3 separate regions of the Zea mays genome follow, and regions 1 and 3 are each linked to region 2. The links are chromatin contacts, called in public Hi-C maps. All regions are on one chromosome and are shown on one strand. Each heading gives the region's core, a stretch centred on a gene start, on an enhancer-like site or on the middle of the called end of the contact. The rest is flanking DNA. Distances are from core to core; before and after follow the strand shown. Region 1 holds the start of LOC100383246. Region 2 holds the start of LOC118476691 (cationic amino acid transporter 1-like). Region 3 holds the start of LOC100382414.

Region 1 (4,011 bases), core at 1,036-3,535, 150 kb after region 2:
AAGGGATTTTCGGGAAAATTAACCTCCACAAACGTATGTTGAATCACGCGGAAAAAAGTTTAGTCGCGGGAATGACGATGAAGTGGTAGAGCATCTCCAAGAGAATCTTCATTTTTTACTCTCTATTTGACTCTTTATTTATCTTTTCATAAATATTATACTCTATAAGCATATTCATTCGAACAGATTATCTATCTAGTTTGATTAGTCAGGTGGCTAGCCAAATTTAGCTAGTGAGGGAGCCAATTTAAAGAGTCGGATAGTTTGGCGAGTCAGATAGCTAGTCTGTTGAAAAGTTATTTTGTTATTGAATAACTAAAATTTGGCTTGTTGAGCCATTTAGATATGCTCGTATTGTCCGACGTGGGAATTCTCTGTCCCCAACCGCTACTCGAAATAACTCGTTTCATGTGCTGGCCATCACTGCTAGTAGTCAGTTGTTTGGTATCAGGTGACAGGGGTGGGGTGATCGCAAAGGAAGACGACAGGACAGGAGACGTCGACGGGCGACGGCGACGAGCGAGCGGGACGCGTCCGCACTCCGCAGCCAGCCACACGTCACGCGAGCACCCTGGCCCACCGGCCACCACGCGCGCTTCGTGGGGCGCCCGCTCACCGCCCATCTGGCCCCGCGCAAGCAGACGGCCGGGATCACGTGCCCGCGCGAGGTTTCCCGCCCACTCCACTACCTGCCAAAACAACTTTGGTAAAGGTCGCCTTGCCCTGCCGTAAAACAAGATTTCCATTCTTTTTAGGACGGACCGAATGAGCACTTTATTATTAACACCACTCTTTAGACATGATCCGCTGCTATAGTTTCACTAGCTAGGGTATGACCGAGTATCATGTTGTTGGTTTTGGATTAAAACATTAATAACTGTAATGTATAAAGATAAAACATTACATTAAAAACCGATATGGATTAAAGCGAATCCAACAGACTGTATTTTATTAAAATGATAAAAATGTTAAAAATTTTATGAGGGTGCTCCCAGTTAGGGATGGCAACGGGGAATTCCCCGTCGGGTTTTAGCTCCCCATCCCCGTCCCCGCGACGAATAATTTTCCCCGTGGGGATCCCCACGAACGTTTGCGGGGGACATTTCTTCCCCATCCCCGTTACCCGCGGGGATAAATCCCCATCGGGGATCCCCGTACCCGCTTAAATTATAATTAGATCGTACTTCATTTGTTATTAATGTAAAACATTGTCACTTATACACATTGTTAGATGTAAAAATCATTATGTATACATTAAAATGAACGCATTTGTACAACTAGTGATCTTTTGTAAATATAACTATTTATTTCTATTATTAACTATTATATAAAAACATTGTCATATGTAAGTTTAACGGGTCCCCGCGGGGAACGGGGATGGGGAATGCTTCCCCATCCCCGTCCCCGTTTACCCGTCGGAGGAGGAATTTTCCCCATTTACATCCCCGTGGGGGAAGAAATTTCCCCATCCCCGTCCCCTAATGGAGGAATTCCCCGCGGGGAATCGGGGATCGGGTCCCCATTGCCATCTCTACTCCCAGTGCTATGGATCCGAGCGCTCAATTTCGGAATTATCGATCTGTTACTATAAAATGATACGGTAGTAAATAAAGCAAGAGAGCACAAGCCCTTTTTTAGCCAACAACTACATGGAATTCGCGCGGTGGTACTAGAAGCATCTAGTGGTGTGGTGGGGTGTCGCAGGATTCAAACGATTGCTGGTGCCTGGTGCACGCCACAAGTGATGAAGTGAAGTGACAACGGATCCAACGGCTTTTCCATCTCGTCCTTTATGCGAACTTTTATTTAAACTTTATTTTAAAAACAATACTATATATAATGTAAAATCGTGTTTCATATGACCATATACACGACTTGTTAGATACAGCCTAAGGCTATGTCCAGCAATTTTTTTTATCTCTATCTTCTATTTTCAAATTCAAAACGGTGTTTTGCATGGTAGTATGTACGATTTGCTTTGTGGGCATAGCCTTGACGAGGGTGACGTTATTAAAGTTAAAAAGGTGTACTCACGATAATTAACCAACAATAGGATATGTAAATCCACATACCTAAAATATATTTTTAGTCCCGGAACATTTTATCTTGTCATATACGGCTAAATCGGCTACAACAAGTGTACCAAATGGTAATCTAATAGATAATTGAATAAAGACACAGGGAGATTAGAAAAAATATATAAATTGGCTAGAGGAAGATTGTGGCTGCGATGCATCCAGGTCCACGCCACCACTCTGATGCAGGTCACCAGCGATAGGCCCCACCGGCCACCACCCAGCCTCTTCCCCTCCACCCCTGCTCTCAAATTTGAGACCCAAACTATCCCGTCGTCGCCAGTCGCCACGCCGTCGGCCACGCCCCGACGACCAACACCTGCTCCCTCCGCCGCCGCCCGTGTCCTCCCGCTCCGTCCGCGCGCCGCCCTCATACCTCCAAGCGCGGTTGGATCTGCTCTGGGTCCAAGTCCGCTCGATCCTCCTCTCGTCGGTGAGTGTTCGTCTCCGCCCCATCCTCGCCGCCTCCACAGTGTTCTCTGTAGGTTCCCTGCGCTTTTGCCCGTCCAATCCGGAGAATTCGCTCTCCCCGTACACTTCGCCGTAGGCTTGTTCCCTGCCGCCCCACCTGCCCAATCCAATTCCGCCTTAACCCGTGTCTGGCTCCTCCAGTTCGCCGCGCGATACCAATCCCGTCGCCGATGTGCGGAGGCGCCGTGGTTTGTCTTCCGGAAACCTTAGGGTTCCATTCGACGCCCATGGGCCCCGTTCCTGGCGTCCTTCCGCTTGGGTATTCTCGCAGTGGCAATTATAACAAGGAGTCAATGAGGCAATGCTTTCGCCGCTGCTGGGCTTCTGTTGGGAAGTTGGGATGCACGAATTTCACGTACCGAACAGACGGTTCAAGTTCGCACGGTAACCGAGGGGAATTCACTCAGTTGCGAACCGCCAGTGGATCGTGACGCCTGCCGAGCTACTTGGGAGGCAGGAAGTTGTAGAGTGTGACTTGCTGTTTGCAGAACTTGTACTATTTTTCTCCTGTACACGTTTGAATTATTTCCTATCAATTTATTGCCGTAATGAGGTTCAGTATCTGGTTTTTGACAAACAAGTTTTGTGGTCTCTGAGATTCCTCACACTTAGGTTCTTGGCGTGCTTCATCCATGGGCTGCAGGTTGCTGACGAGCTTTGTGCTTGTGTTCAGGAAACTTTATGTGTGCCTTCATCCACGAAGAGCTGAAGATATCACATGACTAGTTGCAGTTAGTGTGGCTTTTCTCCCTGCTTGGTCCTGATTGTGTGCTTTGCCTTGCAAAGGAAGGAATCATGACCTCTGTTGTTCAGAGCGTTTCAGGTATGCTTAATTCATCCAAAGCTGTGTCATGTCATTTCACCCTAACACTAGAGTAGTGCATGGTGTATTGTATATGGAACGTATGCCACCTTTTTCTATGCTGTGAATTACTGTAGAGAATTTTTAATTATGTATGTGTTGCTGTCAGGGCTTAAGGAGGCCCACAGAGGGGCTACAGCAGCAGCAGCCATAGGCCCTCCAAGGGGGATTAGATAAGGATAGTTAGAGATAAGATTAGAATATTAGTTGAGATTATTTAGTAGATTAGTTGAGATTATCTAGGAAGGTTATCAGTTAGTAGTTTGTTGAGAGTTTTTAGGAGAGTTTAAAGGAGATAAGGATGTCTATGTAGATAGGGGCGGCCAACCGGCCTATTTATGTAAACAATGGATGAGAAATAAAGCAGACAAGAATTAGAAGGGAGAAACCCTCCTCTTGCTCGGCCGTGGGCAGAGGCCCCCGGCCGGTGTTCCTGCCCATCGATACACCTCTCTAATCCCTCACCGATCTAGCGACCATAACATCTGGTATCAGCTAGCTTGGGTTTCGATCTGATCCCATGGCTTCTGCTGCCAATTTCGCGACGTCATCCTGGCAACCGACGTCCCCATCTCCATGGACAGCGCCGCATGTCACCTTCGT
Region 2 (4,498 bases), core at 1,217-3,716:
AAGGCCCTACTTACAGCAGAGGGGGATGAGGCTTATATTACTCGCACTGTGGTGCCTGTAGTAGGGGTTTACAAGCACGGCAGGAGAGGGAAAGTCCCCAAGTCCCTAAAGATGATTGAGGCAAGTGCCAATATCTAAGACAAAGTGGAGGGGTGAGCGTTCGTCTGTGTGTGTTGTGGATCTCCTCCCTAGAGGGACCACTGCCCTATTTATACGTGAAGGGGGCACCCGCAGTGAAGCCGAGTGTTGTATTCGAAGGAGAGACACCCTGGCATTTGCAAGCCGACGTGACAACGAACTGTGCTGTTGACCCGCACCTGCTGATTTCCCATAGAGAGCCGAGGCAGAGACCGAGGGATTGTCCGTATGCCCGAGCCCCCGAGGGAGAGGCCGCCCATGTCGTAGTTGTTGTAAAAGCGACGGGGTATGGGCCAAAGGCTGCTTACGGGGTGCATTAGTGTCCTAGTACGTGATGACGTCGAGATTCCCTGCTGCGCTTATCGAGATTAGAGGCCCTGCTTGATAGAGGCGGAAGTCTTCCCGAGGCGTTAGCCGAGCCGTCCCTTGACGTGCGCCACAGTCAGGCGGAGTGGCCGTATGCAGGATTCGTGGCGTAGTTGGTGGGCGAGGCCGAGCTCGGGCGAGGCAGAGAATTCGCTCGAGGGACGAACTTGACGTCGGGCGAGGAGGAGAAATCGCCTGAAGGCTGGACTCGGGGTCGAGCGAGGCGGAGAGGTTGTGAACGCGGGCTGGATCCTGCTTTGGGCGAGGCGGAGAGATTGCACCCGAAGGCCAGTCCGCTCGGCTTGTCGTATTTGGCGTCCCATCAGAGGGTGGCAGGCGACGTGCATATACTGTAGTGTAGACGTACTCATGCTGTTGCGCCAGACGTGATCACTGTCTTGTCCATCGCTGTGCTCCGCTGCTGCAGCGTGGGTTGGCATATGCATTAAATGCACATGTCCCCTACCTATTTTTGGGCGCCCTTGTCTTATCTGCCTGAGGCTGGCTCTGGCTAGACGGACTGAGCGGCGGCAATCTCGGGCGAGGCGGAGTGAGCGACGGCGACCTCGGGGCGAGGCGGAGCCCTACTCGAGGTGGGAGAATCTCGGGGAGATGTCTCGGTTTTTATAGGTGGCTCAGCTGTCACCCGTCGGGAGTTTAGTCCTCATTTCTCTAAGTGCGTTTGTTATGGGGATAATTCGAGTGTCCCTAATTATTGCCACGACAAGACGAGACACTTAAATCACTGTGTGCCCTATGTGGATCAATCACACCGAATCGATTATTTATCACAAAGATTACATGTAAGATCGAAATAAATACCGAATATGTAGAGTAATACGTTGTTGATCTAGCCTATTAGAGGTGGGGCCTCACGGAACCGGTGTCCGGGGCGACCGCACCCCTTGCCCCCCTCTAGGAACGGCCTTGCTTCCTCTATTTTTAAATGTAGTGGGATGTAAATTTCATTAAATCAACAAGGACATGACGTAATTAAATGAACAAAAAATGGTTTTAAATGGGAGAGCTAGCTTCTTGTTTTTTGAAAAACATAGAAACCATTTTCTATATATTGGGACATAAACTAGTATTTTTGAAACCACTCTAGTTTCTAAAAAAACAGTTTTCTTAGAAAATGGTTGCTTCTAAACACATCCTTAGAACTCTGCAGGAAACGACTTCTCAATATCAGTTTTAAGGGACATCTAAATAATTAGTGGGGGTAGATTTTAATCATTTCTCTAACAGATCCCTTAAATTGACAGATTGTTTCTGGGGAGCCTAAAAACCCTCATTTGCAGCTACAAATTAGGAGTTATAAGGACTATGAAAAAGTTGGGAGCAATTTAGTGGAACTGTTGGAGACACGTTTTTGTGTTTTTTTTTCTAAAAAATTGGATTTAGAGGAGACTTCTGGGGAGTTTTTATAGATGATCTTAATTGTTTTATAGGGGGCATGTATCTTGCTTTCCAATGAGAAATGCGCTTTTCGTGTAACTCACGGTGAAGTCACGATGTAAAAGTTACGCGCTAGTGTCAGTGCGTATCGAAAATTGATTTCTCGTCGCTAGAAGTTGCGAAAGTAAACCCAACAACTCCATGGACCATAGAATGGTTGGGCCGTGTTCACCTCGGCCCATATTCAGATTCTCCAAGATTCAGATCCTCTTCCCATGAAAGCGGACCACGTGGCCCACTTTATACCAGATGATCTCATCCACGAATCCGCAGCAGAATCTCGTTACAGGCGAGCGGGCCCACCTGCTCGACCGCGCGCAACTGCAAGTCTGCCACCGACCGCAACCGCATCTCGTTCGCGACGCGTGTTGCAAGTTGCAAATTACCCGATGCCGATGGCGATGGGGGAGGACTGTACGGCCGAGATCGCGCACACGCGCGTGGCGCGCCACTATAAAATGCCACAACCCCCGTGGCGTGGACCCATCAGATCCATCAACACCCTTACCCTAACATAACTAAGTAACCGCCTCCCTCCTCCACTCAACCATGGCGGCGTCTGGCGACGGCGACGTCGACATCGACGGGTGCTGCGGGGGCACGCTGTTCCCAGAGAAGTCGTTCCGGAGCTGGTCGGCGTATGGGCAGGCGCTGCTGGAGACGGGCCCGCGGCTGCGCGACCGGGTGACGACGCGGTCCATGGACGACACGGAGGTGAACGAGGTCCGCGGCCGGAGCGGCGCCGACATGCGGCGGACGCTCACGTGGTGGGACCTCATCTGGTTCGGCATCGGCGCCGTCATCGGCTCCGGCATCTTCGTGCTCACGGGCCAGGAGGCTAAGAATGCCGCCGGCCCCGCCGTCGTCGTCTCCTACGCCATCTCCGGCGTCTGCGCCATGCTCGCCGTATTCTGTTACACCGAGTTCGCCGTCGAGATCCCCGTCGCAGGTACGTACATGCATACCATACATATGAGTCGATGCATGCAGCGAGCTTTACGGATCGCGTCATTTGATCGTGTTACGGATCGTGTGTTGTATGCGATGAAATTAACAGGCGGGTCGTTCGCGTACCTCCGCGTGGAGCTCGGCGACTTCATGGCGTTCATCGCGGCGGGCAACATCCTGCTGGAGTACTGCATCGGCGGCGCGGCGGTGGCGCGGTCGTGGACGTCGTACTTCGCGACGCTTCTGAACCACCACCCGGACGACTTCCGCGTTCACGCCGCCGCGCTCGCGGAGGGCTACTCGCAGCTGGACCCGATTGCGGTGGCGGTGACGGCGGTGATCTGCGCGCTGGCCGTGTTCAGCACCAAGGGCTCGTCGCGCTTCAACTACGTGCTCTCCATCCTGCACCTCGCCGTCCTCGTCTTCGTGGTCGTGGCGGGGCTGACCAAGGCCAATGCCGCCAACCTCACCGCCGACTTCGCGCCCTTCGGCGCGCGCGGGGTGTTCGCGGCCGCCGCCGTGCTCTTCTTCGCCTACATCGGCTTCGACGCCGTGAGCACCATGGCGGAGGAGACGCGGAACCCCGCTAAGGACATCCCCGTGGGGCTCATGGGCGCCATGACGCTCACCACCATCATCTACTGCCTCCTGGCACTCGTTCTCTGCCTCATGCAGCCCTACACCGAGATGGACCCCGACGCGCCCTTCAGCGTCGCCTTCACCGCCGTTGGCATGGACTGGGCCAAGTACATCGTCGCCTTCGGCGCGCTCAAGGGCATGACCTCCGTGCTCCTGGTTAGCGCCGTCGGGCAGGCCAGGTACCTGACCCACATTGCGCGGACGCATATGGTGCCGCCGTGCCTCGCGCAGGTGCACCCCAGGTTCGGCACCCCCGTCTACGCCACTATCGTCATGATGGTGGCCACCGCCGTCATCGCGCTCTTCACCAACCTCACCATCCTCTCCAACCTGCTCTCCATCTCCACGCTCTTCATCTTCTCACTCGTCGCCATCGCACTCCTCGTCCGCCGCTACTACGTCTCTGGCGAGACGGCGGCCTCGGACCGCAACAGGCTCGTGGCGTGCCTCGCCGTGATCGTCGCCTCGTCCACGGCCACCGCCGCGTACTGGGGGATGACGACCTCCGGTGGCGGCGGGTGGGTGGTGTACGTGGTCACTTGCGCCGCGTGGCTCGCCGCCACGGCGTACCTGCAATGGGGCGTGCCCAAGGCGCGCGCGCCCAAGATGTGGGGGGTGCCGCTCGTGCCATGGCTACCGTCGGCGTCCATCTTCATCAACATCTTCTTACTGGGCTCCATCGACGGCGCCTCCTTCACGCGCTTCTGGATATGGACAGCGGCGCTGCTCGTCTACTACTTCTTCGTGGGGCTCCACGCGTCCTACGACACGGCCAAGGCCCTCGCTGTCGAGACCGAGGCAGCACGGGTGGAGGAAGGTGCGCGCAAGCCTACCGCCGCGAACACAGCAGACGGCGGCTGCCGCTTCGGCTAAACTAAACTTAAACTAAGTAGCCTTAGAGCTTAGCTGGTTAATGAAATTATCTGTTATTACTCTATCTATATATGAT
Region 3 (4,633 bases), core at 1,875-4,374, 210 kb before region 2:
CGATGGAAATTGATGATACAGATCAATTGTCCCGAGATCAGTGGGTCGATAGAAAGAGCCCAGTTCTACGCTGGGCCTAGCTCACTGCACTTCCATCAGCGGCTCCAAGGTAGTCATTTCGAAAGGAATCAAGAGCACGGGCAAACTCATAACACGCAGAGTAGCAACGTTAACGTCGCATAAGCTGTAGCAAAATCAGCAAATCAGTGAGCCCAACAAGCAAACAAAATTTCGACGATTTCTCACGTCGCTCAATCTAACAAATAATGGCACACCGCAACTGATTTAATCCAGCTGGTACCGTGTTGTATTGCATGCACCATCCATCGCATCGCTTCTTCCCACCAGCACCAGGCCTGATCAGGCAATAACGGCGGTAGAAATGGGTCAACTGCTAAAACACTGTATAGGCTTCCATCTTATGGGGAAGCCCAGGTCTCACCATTTCACTCGTCGTCTGAATTCTCGAACTTGATCGAGTGGGTTTGCAGGTCGATTTGCCCGCCCCTGTAGGTGCCACGCTTCTTCTTGGTTTTCTCGTGCCTAAACCCCCTGCAGCGTGGAAGGGTTGGACCGGTGTTATGCTTGTAGAAGGATCATGTAGAAGTCCTTGATCCCTTATCGTAGTTGAAAGAAAACAGAACGTAACAGCAACAACCAACAAGTACTGACCTTCCCTTGACTTGGCCAAGGATCTCCTGTGCCTTTGCGCCGTAACCGGTGTCTGCGCCACCCTGCAATAGAGGTATAGCACCAATAGGCCATACAAGGTTTAGCTTGATAAATGCTAGTCTTTCAGCATGTGCATGTATGATCAACAAAGCAGAAAAGCACCTTAGCCCAATACGAGTTATCCTGAAGCCTGTCATCTGCAAATCTGACGTCGTCCACCTTAATACGTTGAAATGGGGTCACAGTCTTGGGCTACAGTGGATAAACAAAAAGGAAATTTATCGGAATATTGATGACATTGATCAGATAAATGATGCCTACTTCAACTTGCTCAGAACAGGAAAGGCTGATGGTCCCAATAAGATGTCACTGGTCAGATTACTCACAGTAATCTCTATTATACAAAGTACTGACATGCAATGCAATGATGCCAGTGGATCCAAAATCTCAGGCAATGAATTTCTCAACATCCTCATGGTGAATTCAGGCTAGTGGACATCATTACCGGCGACCAATTATTGTGGATGCATTTCTGAACCATAATGCAAAAAGCAAGTTGCTAAGGAAGCTAGTAGTGAATGAAGCATCTGGTATAAACAGGATCTAAGAATTATGGATAACGCCTCCTAAGGTTATTAAACTACAGGAAACAAAGTGCAAAAATAAAGGGATATAGACCAACAGTTAGAAAGCAAGAAAGAAAGCTGCATACCTCAGATGAATGTTTCTGCCTTTTGCTTGGTTTTGTGTTGCTTTCTTCTTTTTTATCCTCTGCAAAACCATTGCTTAGACTTTCGTTGGCTGTGCAATCTTCTTTCCCAGTCACAGGGGGAATGCTTCCTTCAACTTCTTCTAGCTTCCGTTTTTTGCCAGCAACTGCATTTTCATTTGACGACTTCCCTTGGTTACCTTCTTCAATCTCCATTACACTCTTGTTCGCATCATCTTGTTTTGGGACTGAATCTTTCCCTGCAGCCTCTTTACCTTCCACCTGAACAGTTTCTTCAGGGTTAGACTTCTTCCGCTTTTTTTTGGCCTTTTTCTCATTATCATCCTTGACTGTTTCTACAGCACCATTCTTTCCCTTGGCACCATCAGCCTCAGCAGGTGCACTTCCTGCATCAGTCTTCTCTGAAGTCCCGGCAGATGATTTCTCTTTCTTCTTCTTTTTCCTTTCCACAGCACCACTGCAGTCATCAGCACTGTCATTCTGACCTTTTGGTTCTACCTCTCTTCCATTGAGCTTTTCTGCTGCCTCAAACTTGTTAAGTATTGCTAATTCTGCCTTTTCCAGCCTAGCTTCGACATCATCATCCTTTCCCTGCTTCTTGTTTTTCTTCTTCTTCTTGCCATCAAGCTTATGATCATCCTCCTTCACTGTTTCAGTTGTTTCGCCGCTGCCAGCGCCCGCAGCTGAGGGGTCACCCTTGTCCTTCTTCTTCTTCTGTTTCTTCTCCTTGGCCTCATCGTCCTTCTGGTCGGCGTTCTTCACAATTTCAGTTGTTCCCTCGCTAGCAGCATTCGCAGCTGAAGGGTCACCCTTGTCTTTCTTCTTCTTTTGTTTCTTCTCTTTAGCCTCACCGTCCATATTTTCAGTCGGCTTTTCCTCAGCTAAAGGCTCGATCGCCTTGCTCTCAGGCTCACCGGCTTCTGTGCCGCTCCTCTTTTTTTCCTTGCCAACTTCTCCTGCTATATCATCATTTTCCTTGTCTGCGCCAGTGAATTCCAGTCAGCGGGAACCAAAAGTAAATAAAGGTATCGATCAAAGGCAAACGACAACAATTTGAACAAACAAAGCTGCTACCTTGCTCATCGCTTCCCAGAATGGCAGCCGCCCGAGTTGAATTGCTGTTCGACATCCAAATTTGCATCAGTAACCGATCATACTGTGCTAGTAAACAGCACACGCCACTCACCAATCGAAGCAATGTGGCAAAGGTAAAATGATCATTGGAAATAGTACCTCGACTCTAAGAATCTGGCAACCAGCTCCTCCAAGTTCACCTGTGACGACCCCCACGCACCGGCCTGGAACCAGAAATTCCCCAATCCTGCGCCTCAGCAACAGCGCACCAAAACGGCAACACCACAAACGTACAGGGGGGAGAGGGTACCTCGAGGCCGGCCTCGGATTGGAGGGCGACGAGCGTGCGCGAGAGCCCAGCGGACTCGAGGAAGGCGGCGACGGAGGCGACCACCGCGGCCCTCGCGCCAGGGACCGGGGCGGCGGCGGCGGCGGCGGCTCCATTGGCCACCTTGGCCTTGGCCTTCTTCTTCTCCTTCTTGGATTCCTCCTTGGCCATGGCGGAAGAGGCGGCGGCGCGGGGCTGTGATGAGGCGGCGAGTACGACTTGGCGCGGGACGAAGAGCATCGGGCGGCTAGGGTTTGCAGCCGCGGGGTTTATACTTGGAGCCTTGGATGTCGGAACGGTGGAGTGGCATGGTACAGTGACGGGCGTACTGGGGAGCACGGTCGTTTAGTCGCGTGAGATTCTATGACGTACGGGCCCGGATTGAGCGGGTCCGTGCGGTCAGTGAGGGGATGGGTGGTCCACGCGACGGCGAGCCGTAGGAGAGTGTTGGGTGGCCGGGCGGGGAAGCTTCTGGAAGGGCACGAAGGTATGCTCCGACAGTGGGGTCCACTGTCATTCGGCGGACAGGAGTATAAAGCCGCTGTTCTTCTAACTGGTTTTCTTTAACCTATGTTATATAGTCGCTCACTCCGTTCTAAAAGGAAAACTTCGTACGTGATGAAGTATTATTCCTTTGTCCAAATTAAAATTAGTTTTAAGAAATTAATAGATTCATATTTAATTTATATATATGTTTAGATTCAGCATCATCTATTTTAATATAGACATAAAAATAAAAGCTGAAATGAATATTATTTTAGGATGAAGGGAGTATTTTTATATACTCTCCATTCAAATTACAAAATATATTATCTATTTTAGATGTATATATATTTACTTTGTACCTAGACATATGTATTAGTAAACACACAGTAAAAGCTACATATACATTTTTAGGAAAAAAATATTCAAAATAGAAGAAGTATTTATTTGGTGTGTATATGATATTGATTTTCCTATAAAATTTGTCGATCTTAAGATATCTCGACCGTAGATGATTTTAAAATTGGTTTACTTTAGGCACAAAGGTAGATGTGTTTAAATATACGCTAGGTGGATACATTTTTTTTGCTACATGTTACTTATCTATTTTTCATATGATAATTACTATATGAATTAATTAAGTATTCAAAGTGACTAATTGATACTAGTTTAAAAAATATATCCTCAACTATTTTTGAGGCAAACAACCCACGTATCATGTCATTTTACTTAGTCACTTAGGGTCTAAGCAACCTAATTTTTAAGAAACTAGTTTCTAGAAACTGGTTTATGAAAAAAAATGGTGAGGGTGTTTTTTGGAATCTAGTTTTTAAGAAACCAATTTCTTGTTTTTTGAATACACAATGGCTAGTCTACCCTTCCTCTCAGGGACGCCGGACGCCCACACATCGCAAACTCGTTTGAAGCGATTTGCTAATAGGTGATGCCACATAGAAGTTGCTAGGTGATGGGAGACGTGTCGATGTTTGGACCGTGGGCCCTTAACCAACTAGTAAATATGTCGCGTGGCCGACTCTAGATGGTGTGCGAGAAGACACAAGCAGTTATTCTGGTTCGGGCAACACAAGGCCATACTTCCAGTAGAGGGGATGAGGCTTATATTACTCGCATCGTGGTGTTTGTAGTAGGGGTTTACAAGCACGGCGTGAGAGGGGAAGTCCCCAAGTCCCTAAAGATGATTGAGGCAAGTGCCAATATCTAAGACAAAGTGAAGGGGTGAGCGTTCGTCTGCGTGTGTTGTGGATCTCCTCACTGGAGGGACCACTGCCCTATTTATACACGAAGGGGGTGTCCGCAGCGAATCCGAGTGTTGTATTCGAAGGAGA

Evidence for each region. A called contact is a pair of places that touch in the nucleus more often than the background predicts.
Region 1: a contact with region 2 is called in a Hi-C map of endosperm, with 3 times the contacts expected there. The contact joins the promoter of LOC100383246 here to the promoter of LOC118476691 in region 2. A contact is called at or near these places in 4 of 25 Hi-C or Micro-C datasets (bundle sheath, ear, endosperm and 1 more).
Region 3: a contact with region 2 is called in a Hi-C map of endosperm, with 4 times the contacts expected there. The contact joins the promoter of LOC100382414 here to the promoter of LOC118476691 in region 2. A contact is called at or near these places in 2 of 25 Hi-C or Micro-C datasets (ear and endosperm).

Annotation. Positions count from the first base shown.
Region 1 is chr3:124,843,453-124,847,463 of Zm-B73-REFERENCE-NAM-5.0, reverse strand. LOC100383246 reads left to right here and starts at 2,285. Exons shown (of 6, transcript NM_001175907.1): 1 at 2,285-2,508; 2 at 3,220-3,369. The coding sequence starts at 3,342.
Region 2 is chr3:124,994,936-124,999,433 of Zm-B73-REFERENCE-NAM-5.0, reverse strand. It overlaps LOC118476691 (cationic amino acid transporter 1-like), which reads left to right and starts at 2,466. Exons shown (of 2, transcript XM_035966291.1): 1 at 2,466-2,911; 2 at 3,020-4,498. The coding sequence starts at 2,512. The coding sequence ends at 4,422.
Region 3 is chr3:125,206,159-125,210,791 of Zm-B73-REFERENCE-NAM-5.0, reverse strand. It overlaps LOC100382414, which reads right to left and starts at 3,124. Exons shown (of 7, transcript NM_001175157.2): 1 at 2,787-3,124; 2 at 2,636-2,700; 3 at 2,477-2,520; 4 at 1,385-2,382; 5 at 835-924; 6 at 673-734; 7 at 151-552. The coding sequence starts at 3,044. The coding sequence ends at 447.